Linked DNA regions of Arachis hypogaea: region 2 is linked to region 1. Evidence: chromatin contacts called from public Hi-C data. All regions are on one chromosome and are shown on one strand. Each heading gives the region's core, a stretch centred on a gene start, on an enhancer-like site or on the middle of the called end of the contact. The rest is flanking DNA. Distances are from core to core; before and after follow the strand shown. Region 1 holds the start of LOC112798299. Region 2 has its middle 30 kb from the start of LOC112798307.

The links. Hi-C and Micro-C count contacts between places; a contact is called where the count stands out from the background.
Region 2: a Hi-C map of leaf shows a contact between it and region 1, with 2.3 times the contacts expected there. The contact joins the enhancer-like site here to the promoter of LOC112798299 in region 1. A contact is called at or near these places in 5 of 8 Hi-C or Micro-C datasets (leaf and an unstated tissue).

The regions. Positions count from the first base shown.
Region 1 is chr1:13,906,069-13,909,182 of arahy.Tifrunner.gnm2.J5K5, forward strand. LOC112798299 reads right to left here and starts at 1,565. Exons shown (of 9, transcript XM_025841567.3): 1 at 1,165-1,565; 2 at 865-973; 3 at 555-750; 4 at 1-81. The coding sequence starts at 1,255.
Region 2 is chr1:13,959,378-13,962,491 of arahy.Tifrunner.gnm2.J5K5, forward strand. No RefSeq gene overlaps it. Among protein-coding and RNA genes, the nearest start is that of LOC112798307, 30 kb to the right of the region's middle. Within about 2 kb of position 1,489, at least 1 of the 3 cell types and tissues checked has open chromatin away from gene starts, as enhancers often do.

The DNA of each region.
Region 1 (3,114 bases), core at 315-2,814:
ACTTGGGTACGAATGGTAACACATATCTGCAAAATCTCTTACTACAGTACAGCTTCCTTTAATGGTTCCCAAGGTTCCATCCTGAGCCCAGAAAGAACACACAAAATGAGCCCTAATTTCTACCACAAGCATGGTTTCAAATTGCAGGAACCCTATAAAAATAGTTGCATTTTGAAATCAGAGTAAATGTCCCTTCGCCCGGCCATTTATCCGAAAGACTAAACACCTCTCCACAATTCAAAAATCCTAAATCAGTCCTCAACCATCCAAATAGCTGGTCTAGGCAGTTCCTCTAAACAGTAACATGCTGATGTGTGAGGGATTGCTTAGCTCAATTACTTGGATGGTTGGAAACCGGTTAGAGATTTTTGAATTGTGGAGGGGCGCCTGGCCATTCGGACTAATGGTTAGGACCAAAAAGGGCATTTCCTCATAACCCCAAACATGGTTCATCAGTCCTGGTGCTGGGGACATGTTTCTTTCTTTCAAAAGGCTATACTGTCATTGCTATAATGTTATGAGAACACAAGAAGTAACATCCTAAGGAACCTCACCACAAGACAGTGCAAGAATTTCTTGGACTCATTATCATATCTGAAGGCCTCAAAAGTTGAAACCCATGGAGTGAAGAAGCCATAGCCAACACCAAGAAGAACGCTTCCAGCTATTCCTATACCTAACCATATACCAAATAAAGCAGGCAAAGCAATCAAAAATGCAACTTTCAACGCTGCATCAAATATTTCAATCCTGCAAAATTAAAATTAACACAAAAAAAACGAAGATAAAATCATGAGAATTGAAATTATAACTGAAAAAATCTCTATATAATAATAAATAAATAATGAAAATATTATGTTCTACTTCAAAAGGGTGTATACGGTCCATGCCACATGCCAAGGAAACAATCCAAGAATCACACCAACGTTGCCTATAATCAGTATCAAAGCAGCAATAGGACCCACAACTAAGCCTGCAGAATTTGAAGAAAAAATTTCAACAACTCATCATCCTAATTCATTTTACATGTAAGAACTTGTAAATAAAATAGAGTAAAAGATTTAATATTTATTTAGTGGTCAAAACTCAAAAGGTTAATATTCAATCATGAACTTTATAAAGAATGGAAAAAAGGGTGGAAAGAAAAGGAAAAAAGAGAAGCACCTTTTATGGCACCAAAGAAGAAGGCAGAGAAGAAAGCAAAGACCACATAAGAAGCCTTCACATAACCTTGCATAGAGCCACCAAAATCCATGCTAATTATAGGACCACGATCATGAAGAGAAATTGCTAGTTGTGATTAGAATTATTTTGAAAGAAACTATAAACACAAGAGAGAGAGAGAGAGAGAGAGGGAAGGAAAATGAGTAGTAATGATTAAATAATAACAAAGAAGAAGAAGAAGAAAGAGTCGTGCAGTGCAAGAAGATGACAAAACAAGAGAGACAGAGAAGGAAAACCGAAAACAGAACTAAGTTTATATGATTCGGGGTGTTGGGAACCAAAAAGTTTGCATTGTCATATGAAAAGGGAGAGTCCGCTAAAGAGAAGACTTAATTAATATTAATATTATAATGGTCAATTTACGTATAATGATGTTTAAAAAATTCAATGGCTTCACGCATAGTATTCCTTGACCAGATTTCCAAGGAGCTTTTGCTATAATAAATTCTATGAAGGACGGATATTTTATTAGGATAATTTGCTCAGTTGTTGGATTCGTTTATTTTTTTAGACACAATAAATTATTGATATATGTTTGAAAAAGTACAAGTAGATAATAAAATATTAAATAGTATAAATAATAAATATATTGAATGTTTAATTTATTAGATATGTAGATGGTTATTTTAATATTAAGATTTAGATGGGTAATTTGAGGGTGTAATATATTTTTATTTTACTAGGCCAATTTTAAAATTTATTGTTCACATTATTCACAAAAATTATTATTTACCTAGTAAAATCCTGTTTGTTTAAGTGTAGCATGAATATTTAGTTATGTTTTAATAAAAAATAAAATATTTTTTTAGATATATTTACATATTTAAATATTATTACATGTTAATATATCGAACTTTTTTTTAACATGTCTCTTTAAAATGGGTTTAAAAATAATATATATTATTATTTATTAAACAAAAGATATTTTAAATATTTTATATAATTAAAAAATATATTAAAAATAATTAAAAATTATTTTATATTTTATTATTAATAAAATATCAAAATATCATTATAATTTATCTAATATATTTTATATATATGTCGTCTTCTCATATTTTATAAGATTTTAAAATTTATGTGCCTCCGTATTCTATGTTTATGTTAGTGTTCATACCTTATAGATAAAATTCAATCCTATTTCATTTATATAATAAAACTAGCTATTAAATAAATCACTTTTATAGGATATATATTAAACTGTAAAAAATGGTAAAATTTTATATACAATTATTTTTATGTAAAGTTGATAGTTAAAATTATTAAATAATAAATTAATCAAATTTATTTAATAAATATTAAAAAATTTTATTATAATATATATATATATATATATTAAAAATAAATTAAATAATATTATTTTTATCCATAAATATGTATAATACTGATAACTTTATCTAAGAAAAAACAAAACTAATATTTAGGGGTGGCAACACTACCTGAACCCGCGGGTACTCACCCTGCTCCTATCCGTTCGGAGTGGGTAATTACCCGCACCCGCACCGGGACGGGTTTTAGCGGGGCGAATTCTTGGGCGGGACGGGACAGGGTCAGGTTTAGGTTAAACCCGCCCCTACCCGCCCAAGTATATATAATAGATATATAAATATATATTTTTAATATATAATATATATAATATATATAAAATAATTAGTAAAATAATTAATAATATTATATCATATTTAAATTTTTACTTTAATTTATGTTATGAATGTAAATAATGGTTATATAATTTTTAAAATTTTATTTTATTTTTTAGATTTAATAATTATTGGGGCGGGTAGGAGCGGGACGGGTACCCGCAGGAGCAGATTAGGGTTTAACATTTTACTACTTACGGATAAAAGTGGGACAGGTTCGATGCGAATTTTTGTTGTATGGGACGAGATC
Region 2 (3,114 bases), core at 239-2,738, 53 kb after region 1:
TAACAAACGAAATCCGTTCAAAATCCATCCATTGGAACAAGTTCTTTTGGTCTTCTCTCTTCCCGTGTCTTTCCTTTTTCCTTTTTTTTAAATTCAAGAATAAAAAAATTTATGGGAATCACGAAAAATTATACTATTATGAAGAACAACTATGACACAAATTTAGTAGATTCCTTCTCGGAGTATTATTTATGATTCCCTCCTCTTATGGTGCGTCAACTTTAATTTCAATGATTTTCTCTCACTTATTCCAAAATTTATACTATGCATTTTTTCTTTCAAAACAATTAATCAAAATAATGCATAGTAATTAAATTTTGAAATTGCAAGACAAAGATAATTTTGCTCTAATACCACATGTTAGATATTTTATAAAACCATATTGCCAATAAATTCTTTGATTCAATTTAGAATTTCCAATTCTTGAATCACAAAGTCAAATAGAATCAAAATATGTTTGTTTTGTTGTTTGATCAAAATTGGAGACCCAAACTTTATAAAGTTTATAAATAGTCGTGTTCTTTCCATCAAAGAACAGACCAACTACTAATATAATTAATTAATAATTATAATACCACCCAAACTAATTTCTTTATTAATAAATTGAACCACAATTAGAAAAAAAATTAACATGTGATTCATTGTTTGAAACATTTTTTGTATAGAGCACCTAACCGACGTAAAATAGTGACTTCGAGCTGTAACTCGATTGAAAAGTGAAAATTCTTCAACAGTTGTGGTCAGAATCATATTGAAAAATTAATTAGTATTTAAAAAGTATATAATAATTCTATAACTATATAATATTAGACATAAAATAAAAGTTATAAAACTTATCATGTATATCATATGACTCCTTTTGATGAAATATGAAAAATGTATTTTATAGACAAAGAATTGATCCATGCATTGATGTTATGACTATTTAATCATTAAATCAATAATGATGATTATTAAATTTTTCGGTTATAAGTTCGGTATAAACAATTGCTTTTTACTAAAAAAAAAATACTTCTTTTATCTTAGAAGTACAAACAAGGGAGATCATTATTGAATTAAAAATATATATTGACATAATTGTTTTGAAAAAAAAAAAAAACAGACACTTACTATGTAATAGTTTTGTGTATTGTGGCTTAGACATTATTCATGGCTTTGTTTATTTTATGTGTTTTCTTGTTTACAATAATTATCTTGCATAAATGCGACAAATTAAATAATTGCAGACCCCAGGCTGCCAAGATTGAAGAATGCCAACATCAAGCGATGTGTCAGCCTGATAATTGCTTCTCAATTTTTATTGAATGATTAATGAATAATGACAGAACTTCTATTTGCAAAATGCCAAAGGAATGAAAACTTCTATTTGAAAGGTTTTCGTTTTGGGGCTTCCTTTTGTAAGCCTTATTTAAAGAAGTCAACCTTAGTGTATATGTAATTATGTAATTATGTAATATATGGTATTGTGTGCTCATGTGTGTGTTTTTCAGAATAATAGTTTCATTAATAAAAAATAATGAGGTATACGAGACAACAAATTTAGCACCTCTGCAATACTCTACATAATAAAATTATCCATATAGATCAAACATATATATGAGTTATAGACAGTTAGACACTACACCACAGTTTTTTTTTTGGCCCATTTCTTAGTCCAAATTGATTTTTCTTATGGACCCGACCTTCAGCCTCATCCTGCGGGCCACCAAAAGCAACAAACGAGACCAAGGATCCGGTATCAATCCATAACCAAAAAAAAAAAAGATCCGGTATCAATCCGAAATTAATAATATTATAATATTATAATTTTAAGTTGCATAATATAATAAAAAAATTAGTAATTTATGTATGCTTTCTATATAGAAATAATATTATATATATTTATATATCTTTTCTTTTAGCTCTTTTCCTAAAAATATTAGCATATAATTAATGTAGATAACATATATATTGAGTAAGTATCTCTATTGAATTAATCATAAGATTAATAAAATATAATGGCATAAATTTTACCTAATTGTAGCAAGTATCTTCATTGAAAATATTTGCTAATTATTACCATGTATAATTAGTGTATATATATATATATTTATTTATTTATAAGGAGTAATAATAAATTATTACAATTATTTATCATTTAGAAAATTCGTACCTCAAACATAGATCTTCTTCTCTTTATTATTTTTTATACCTAAGGGCTACTAACTACGATTCTATCAACAGTATTACCTACGGTAGATTATGTAATGAAACAGTTTGAAAAATAAAGGCAAAAATTATAAGGTTATGGAAAGTCCCATCCAAATTTGACAAGAACAAAACGACTTATATAGAAATGGTTCTCATGAATGATAAGATAAGTTGATTATTTTCCATTATTCTTTCAAGTGATGATAGATCCATTTTATAAATATTTTTGGTTTATATTTTAAGTTTATTTGATAAGTAAACCCTTGCACGAATAAAAAACAGTGTGATTTTATAGATTTATAAGTGCTAATAGCCTTTATATATAATTTATTTTATAGTGTGATAATAGCCAATATATTTATTAGTGAATTTAACTATTACTATATTATTTATGATCACATTCAGTATATATGTATGATTTATTGAAGAAAGTTGTAAAATTCGGTTAATTAATGGCTAATTAATCCATAAATTAAAAAATATTCTAGAAAGTGAGAAATGAGATTTTCATGGTTTAATATGATAAAGAAAATCAAAACGAGAATTTTGACATTAATTCTAAAGAAATCAGCCTAAAATTGGGTCGAACGGACCAAACCGGACCAACCAGATCCATATTGGGCCCAAGGTTCAGCCAAGCTCCCTTTTAATTAGAAGCTCAGCACTCTCCCTCCCCTTCAAAACAACACACACGCTGCAAATACACAAAGGAAAAGGGGGAAACATGAAACCCTTGTTTCAATTCACTTCCAACTTCCATTGATCATAACTTTTGATTCGGAGCTCCGATTAACGCACTGTTTGTGGCCATGCGACCATAATGTCGAGTTCTACAAAGCCCACAACTTTGTTTTTAAGGTAAGCCACGAATTGATTTCAGTTTTTCAGCCATTGATTTTGAAATTATTAGGTAAAAGTGTTGAG